Regions from separate parts of the Cricetulus griseus genome. Here region 1 is linked to region 2. A link is a contact called in public Micro-C data. All regions are on one chromosome and are shown on one strand. The core of a region is the stretch at or near the end of the contact, and the rest is flanking DNA. Distances in the headings are between cores, read along the strand shown.

Region 1 (3,255 bases), core at 222-2,721, 64 kb after region 2:
GAGTTCCTTTAGTGGTTAAGAGTGGTTCACAGTCTTGAGACCCAGAATTCTGATCCTGGCTTTCAGGTAATAAGCTGGGTGTTCATCACAGGCCTGCAACCTCAGCTTTGGGCAGGGAGAGTCGGGGAGATCAATCACTAGGGCTTGCTGATAGAGGAGGATAGTTGGTGTCCTCTTCTCACCTCTACACATGCATAGGTCCAAGCACGCGCGCACAGAGAGAGAGAGAGAGAGAGAGAGAGAGAGAGAGAGAGAGTAAATAAATCAAGAGAGAAATAAGGAAGAAAGGAAGGAAGAAAGGAGGGAAGAAAGTAATCTGAGCATGGTTATGAATGCCTTTAACTCCAGCACTCGGGAGGTGAAGGTGAAGGTAGGAGAATCTCTGTGAGTTCAAGACCTGCTGACTTGTTACAAAGCCAAGTTCCAGGACAGTCACAAAGTCAGACTCTTCTGTTTCAAAACAAAAGTCAAAACAAACCGACCCCCCCCCAAAAAAAAAACAAATAAAACACAAAAATAGAAGAAATGGATATACAAGGAAGCAGTAGAGGTGTGTGAAAAAAATCTACATGGGGGCATAGCAAGAAGGCAGACATAGAGCCGGCGGTGGTGCCACACGCCTTTAATCCCAGCAGGTGGATGGATCTCTGTGAGTCCCAGGTCAGCCTGGTCTACAGAGTTAGTTCCAGGAACAGCCAGGACTATTACACAGAAAAACCCTGTCTTGAAAAAACAACAAAACAAAAACAAAAACAAAAAAAGGCAGTTATATAACAGGCTAAGGACAGAGACCTCAGAAACAATCAACCCTACCTTCTTGGGGAGGGTCCACTCAACTCCCATCCCTCCTAGGAGCACTCTTTCTCTCTCTCTCTCTCTCTCTCTCTCTCTCTCTCTCTCTCTCTCTCTCTCCCCCTCCATTTTTTTCTACACAGGGTTTCTCTGTATAAGCTATGGCTGTCCTGGAACTCACTCTGTAGTCCAGGCTGGCCTCAAACTCGAAGAGATCTGCTTGCCTCTGCTTTCCGAGTGCTAGGGAAAAGGTGTGCACTACCACTGCCTGGAGGGAGTATGTTTTGTAATTTGTAGCAGGAAGCCCAGGAGTTGCTCACATACCACATCACCTTCCTGGGTTAAGGTCTCCTTGTGTATGAAATAGGAGCAGCAGTTTTGAGTTCAGGTGGATGTGGTAAGATCATAGGGGAGGGCTAGAGGTTTTGGGCACCAAGGGACCCACAGGAGGCTGAGGAAGGCAGTGGGTCAGGGAAGACATTCATTTGCCACTCGTGTTTACCCGGCGGGCTGGCTGCAGGTAGGGTTCTGACACACCCCCAGGCAGTAACCAGCAGCTGTGAAGCTAGGGTGTCCTGGCTCCTAAGAGAAGCTCCCACTGGGTGCCAACAGAGGCAGTAGAATTGGCAGGGGGTGTGTCAAGTTGAGGGCTCTGGGAGAATTCCACTGAGCATTCTCCAGCGGTGAGGTCACCTCTGACTCTCCAGGGCTGCTGAGTGCAGAGCAGGAGGAGGCAGTGTCAGAGGTCATAGGTCAGGGCGGACACAAGGCCCAATGGAAGCCCCATCTGCCTGGTCTAGGAGGGAAGCAGGTTAGATCATTGAGAGCCAGGGAGGGGAAAGTTTACCTAACACTTCTTAAATTCTCACTGAGTGATGAGTGTTTAAATCTGCTATGCCCCCTAATCCTACCCAGGACCTCAATCAGCACTGCTACAGCCCCAATTTCAGGGGGTGGGAGGTGCATTTGGGGTACAACATGGTGAAAACAGCCCCAGAGGGAAAGCAATCTGGCTGGCAGATAAGACACAGACTTTGGAATCTGCCATCCGAGAGTGCTCATCCCAGCTCTGGCGTTTACTTGTGTCATGCTACCCTCTGGGATCCTCAGTTTACTTTGTGTGTAAAATGACAATAACAATAGTCCCGGTCACTGAAGGTTATTGTGAGGACTGGGTAAGACGATACTGGCCATATCACTCAGGGAGTGTGGGTCATCATCATCACTCCCATTTTTTTGGATGCAAACTGATCAGCTAATGGGAAACTGACTGGTGTAAGGCTGTTCCACTACACAGGTACAATGGAAGGATTTGAACCCAGACCCAATTCTTCCTGCCACCTGCCAGGAGGTGACACTACCTGGAACAACCATCAGCCTAGACTTTCTGGTCAACCATAGACTCTGGCCTTCAGCTCCTGGCTCGTGGGACTGGGGCTCGGGATTAGACTTGTAGCCTGTGTTCTAGGCATTGGTGAGGAACCACAGCAGAATGCCTGGAAGCCTTGCTTGCTGCCTGGCATCCTGCCCAATGAGGACATGGCCCTGACATTGTTCTCTGGACCCTGCCTGCCAAGGGCCCACAGGTCAGGAATTTCCAAAGCCTGGCCAGATTGTCTTCACTTTCTGGAAAAGCTGAGTAGCCATTGTATGAGGGTGAGCAGGACTTGCTTCCCTGGCCAGGCAGAGACTTCTGGTAAGAGCAACTGTGGCGACACTGTCAACATCTTATTCACTTTCCAGGTTCTGGGCCTGGAGGCCACCTCCATGGAGACACAGTGACCTCCACACTCACCTCGGTACAGTTAAGGGAAAAAGCACTGTTTTAGGGTTGGCAGAAGTCAGGCAGCCAGGATTCAGTCCTAGCCTACCCTTCCCTATGCTCTTAGTGGGGAGGCTGGATGGTAACTGAGTTCCCACCACCATGTGCCCCAACATCAGCTCAGAGATGACATGCAGCCTTCTCTGGGGTATGTGGAATGTAAGCTTCTAGCTAGCATGACCAGTTTCCTTTCTGGGCTGACCATTAGAACTCACATACTGCGAATGTGGCTCAATGGTAGAGCACGAGCCTAGCATGTGTGAGGCCCTGGCTCTCATTTACAGCAATGCAGTAAAAGGAATCTGTTTGGGACCTCCCCACAGTCATCCCAGATGCCTATGCTAAATGCCAAGGCTCCCGGTGGCCGGCCTTCTCTGTGGAATGCAGTCTCAGTGTCCACTGATGTCCCTCTGTGCTCAGTCTCCTGTGACTAAGGAGGCTCTTGCCTGCCTGCAAGGCTTTGGGTGAGGGCTGTAGGAGCTAAGGTGCTTGCTTCCATGTCTGCTTCCTGCCTCCAGGCCAGCCTCAGCAGAATGCCTGCAGGCAGCCCCACACTTAAGATGGCAGCCTGTGGCCTGGCAATAAAAGGCCTTTAGTAACATTAAACATGATGGTACATGTTTATTATTCCCACACTTAGG
Region 2 (3,236 bases), core at 346-2,845:
GGCAGGGACACAGCAGATCAGGGAGCCAATTAGGCGAGGAGACCTCCTAGTCCTGCTTGAGAGTCACTTACCCAGAGATGGCTTGGGCACGCCAGTCTACTTTGACTAAAACTATGGGATGCTAAACGAATTTGCGTGTCATCCTTGTGCAGGAGCCATGAATCTGTGTATCGTTTTAGTATGGGTGCTGCCGAAGGGAGCAAGCAACGGTTACTTTGAAATCTTGCTAAATCCAGAAAAACCGCTCAGAGAACGAGAAGCCACTGGACCTCTCTACTGCCCAGCAGAAGTAGCCTCCGGGTCTCCAACACCTGGTACTTTCCAGAAACCTTTTCCCTAACACCAATGGGTGGGGCCTCAGGCACCCGCCCGGGCCCACCCTACCCTCAATTTCACTACTGGCCGCAAGCAAGTCCTGGAGGGTTCAGACTCCGTTGCCTGTGAGGGATGAGGACCAAGAGGAGCGGCGTGCAGTTATGCCCTGGGCGTGGCTCCAGGACAGGATGGGGTGAGGACCCTAGCACAGGGAAGTGGGGGATAGCTTCAAAACTCCACCTCTAACCCTAACATAAAAGATGCAGTAGCCCGGCCTGGTCCTAAAGTCAGGGCCAGCTCCCAGACACTGGTCCGGGCGTGGCATCTCTGGGTGCAGTGGAATCAGGTGCACGCCTGGGCCGCCCGACGGCTGAGGGCAGACCCAGGCCTTTTACCTTCGGGCAACAAAATCCCAAATTCGTTAGAGGACAGACGGGGGTCTTTCCGGCGCCCTGGGTCCCGCGGCAGCCGGCTCCCCTTTTCCCACGCACCCAGAGCACCCCTCCCCGCCCCCTCCGGTCCTCAGGACTGCCAGGCGAATGAGGAAGTCCGTTGCATAGGGCGGAAACGGAGCCGGGCGCTATGTCTGCGGCGGGACTGACGGATCCTGACTCACAAGGACGCCCTGACAGCTGCCAAACGGTCCCTGGCTGCTCGTTACCTCCCTTTGCAAAACTTACGAGGAGCCGCTGCCCTGAACCTGCACCCTCATCCCCGTGGGCTCCGTCCGCAGCCCCGGGATTGCGGCTTCCCCGAAGGGGTTAAAAAGTTTGCCCGAACCGCCAGTCGGGTAGGCGGGAGCGCACAGGGGGCAGAAGCAGGCCGAGTTCCCAGTACCCCAACCGGGAAGGCTCCCGGCGGGGCGGGGACTGTGTCCCCCCTGGCTCCCTAACCCCGAGGCCTTGCTGCCTAGCGCCCCTCGGGTGAGGATGCGGAGCCCGGTCCCAGGCGTTCACGCCCGACCGCGCCAGAGCCGGCTACGAGAAGGCCGAGAACCACAGGGCCGCCGGCTCCAAACGCCCAGCGTATAGTCGCCACGCGCGCGCGCTCGGCAGCTCCAGGGCGGGACACACCGGCAGGGCTTGCTCACCTGAACCTGGGTCTGCCCGGGGAACAGACGCTGGTTCTTGCGAGAGGACTTTCTCGAGCGCTCGGGCGGCGGGGTGGGGCGAAAGCGAGACTCAAGCTACAGCAGGTCAAGTTCTTGAGCCTTCCGTGCCCTGCCCAGGAACCGCGGTGATCTGCGCGCCTCACCGCACCCAGCTCTTCTGAACGCCGCCCGCCCCGCCCTTCCAGAAGAGGGCGGGTCTGAAGCGCTGCCGCCGGGTCGGGGGCGGAGCTCCCGGGAGCGCCCGCCCCCTCTCCACACCGGCGAATCCGGCAGGAGCCTGGCCTAAACTGACAGATTTTCGGCCTATAAGCAGATAAGGGACGAATGCCAGCATAGAGGGATTCATCCTCCCCACCTCCGCCCACCCCACCTTCCTCGCGCTTCCTAGGCGGGAGCCCCGCCTCGTGGGGCGGATCCAATGGACAGCCAGGTTACAGGACGAGGATTGACGTGAACTACATCCAATCAAAAGTGGATGGCTCCGGCGCGCTGGGTTCCCGGTCCCGGCTCGGATGCGCAGCTTGGGCCGGGCCGAGGCGGGCAGGAGCGTGCTGGGAAGGTCTGAGGCTCTGACACTCCGCCCCGCCAGCCGTGTTTTCCCTTCGTCCTGTCCTACCAGGAGAACAGATATTAAGTACCATATATGGGAAAAGTGGTATTTTACATAATTATGATGGCTGTGGGGGCGGGTATGGCTTCAACCCTGCATTCCGTGTGGGCGTCCTGAGTTCGATTTTGGAGCCTGCTCACGGCAGTCCTCCAACCTCTGAACCTTTGCTTTGGCGGGTCCCGCTGCTTGGAATGCGATCTGAGCCGCGCTTTACCTCTGAGTAATTAACTCCGACACATCCTCTGAGATATTTGTCGCTAAGTTATTTTAAGGGTATATTGCATTGATTTTAGTTACTAACCATGAGAGGATTTTTTTTTCCGCACGTCTCATTTAATCCATCAACAATCTATCCGCACATTATTTTCAGCCCCGATTGTAGGTACCACTATCACCATATCCGTTTTCGAGTTGTGTTCATTGATCCGTATGGTCGATCCTGCAGTACCTCCTCAGTCAGTGGGGATAGCTTTTAATCACGTTGAGAGAGCAAATTTCTCGTCATTGCTCTTAACTGTTGAACTGTTCTTGCTAACACAGCTAAAACAATCTTTCCAAATGAACTTCAGGGGAAACTTACATTCTAAAGACAAAAGACAGCTTTAAAAAAAATTGCAGCCCAGATGATAAATTATTATTACCAACACGCATTAAAGATTGCTTCCTAGTTGATAAGCAAAATCCAAATGCTCCAAAAGGAAAATGGCTGAAAACAGCCAGGATTAGTGGGTGGCACACCAGAACTCAAGAGAATGAGGTAGGATGAAGACAATTCAAGACCAGCTTGAACTACACAGACAAGCAGTTCAAATGTGTGAAATAAACAGCCAATAATTACTTTTAAAAAAAATAGCCAGGCATTGGTGGTGCCGCCTTTAATCTCAGCACTCAGGAGGCAGAGGCAGGCAAGATCTCTGGGAGTTCGAGACCAGCCTGGTCTACAAGAGCTAGTTCCAGGACAGCCTCCAAAGCCACAGAGAAACCCTACGTAAAAACAACCCCCTCCCCCAAAACAAAAGAGGCTAGGAATATAGTTCATTGATAGAATATTCACCAGGCATGAGTAAGGCCTGGGTTCAATTATCAGTAACACACACATCCACACACACTCACATCTTACTAAGGAAAGGACAGACTTTAAAAGAGAAATGCATCATCATCAGGCATGACTTTAATCCTGGCACTCAGGAGGCAGAGGCA

The links. A called contact is a pair of places that touch in the nucleus more often than the background predicts.
Region 1: a contact with region 2 is called in a Micro-C map of the CHO-K1 cell line, with 4 times the contacts expected there. The contact joins the enhancer-like site here to the promoter of Myh9 in region 2. A contact is called at or near these places in 3 of 8 Hi-C or Micro-C datasets (the CHO-K1 cell line, fibroblasts and liver).

The regions. Positions count from the first base shown.
Region 1 is chr2:375,010,285-375,013,539 of CriGri-PICRH-1.0, forward strand. No RefSeq gene overlaps it. Among named protein-coding and RNA genes, the nearest start is that of Txn2, 17 kb to the right of the region's middle. Within about 2 kb of position 1,472, at least 1 of the 6 cell types and tissues checked has open chromatin away from gene starts, as enhancers often do. A contact at or near this core is called in the CHO-K1 cell line, where this site is marked.
Region 2 is chr2:374,946,295-374,949,530 of CriGri-PICRH-1.0, forward strand. Myh9 (myosin-9) reads right to left here and starts at 1,596. Exons shown (of 41, transcript XM_027403917.2): 1 at 1,406-1,596. It also overlaps the pseudogene LOC113831436.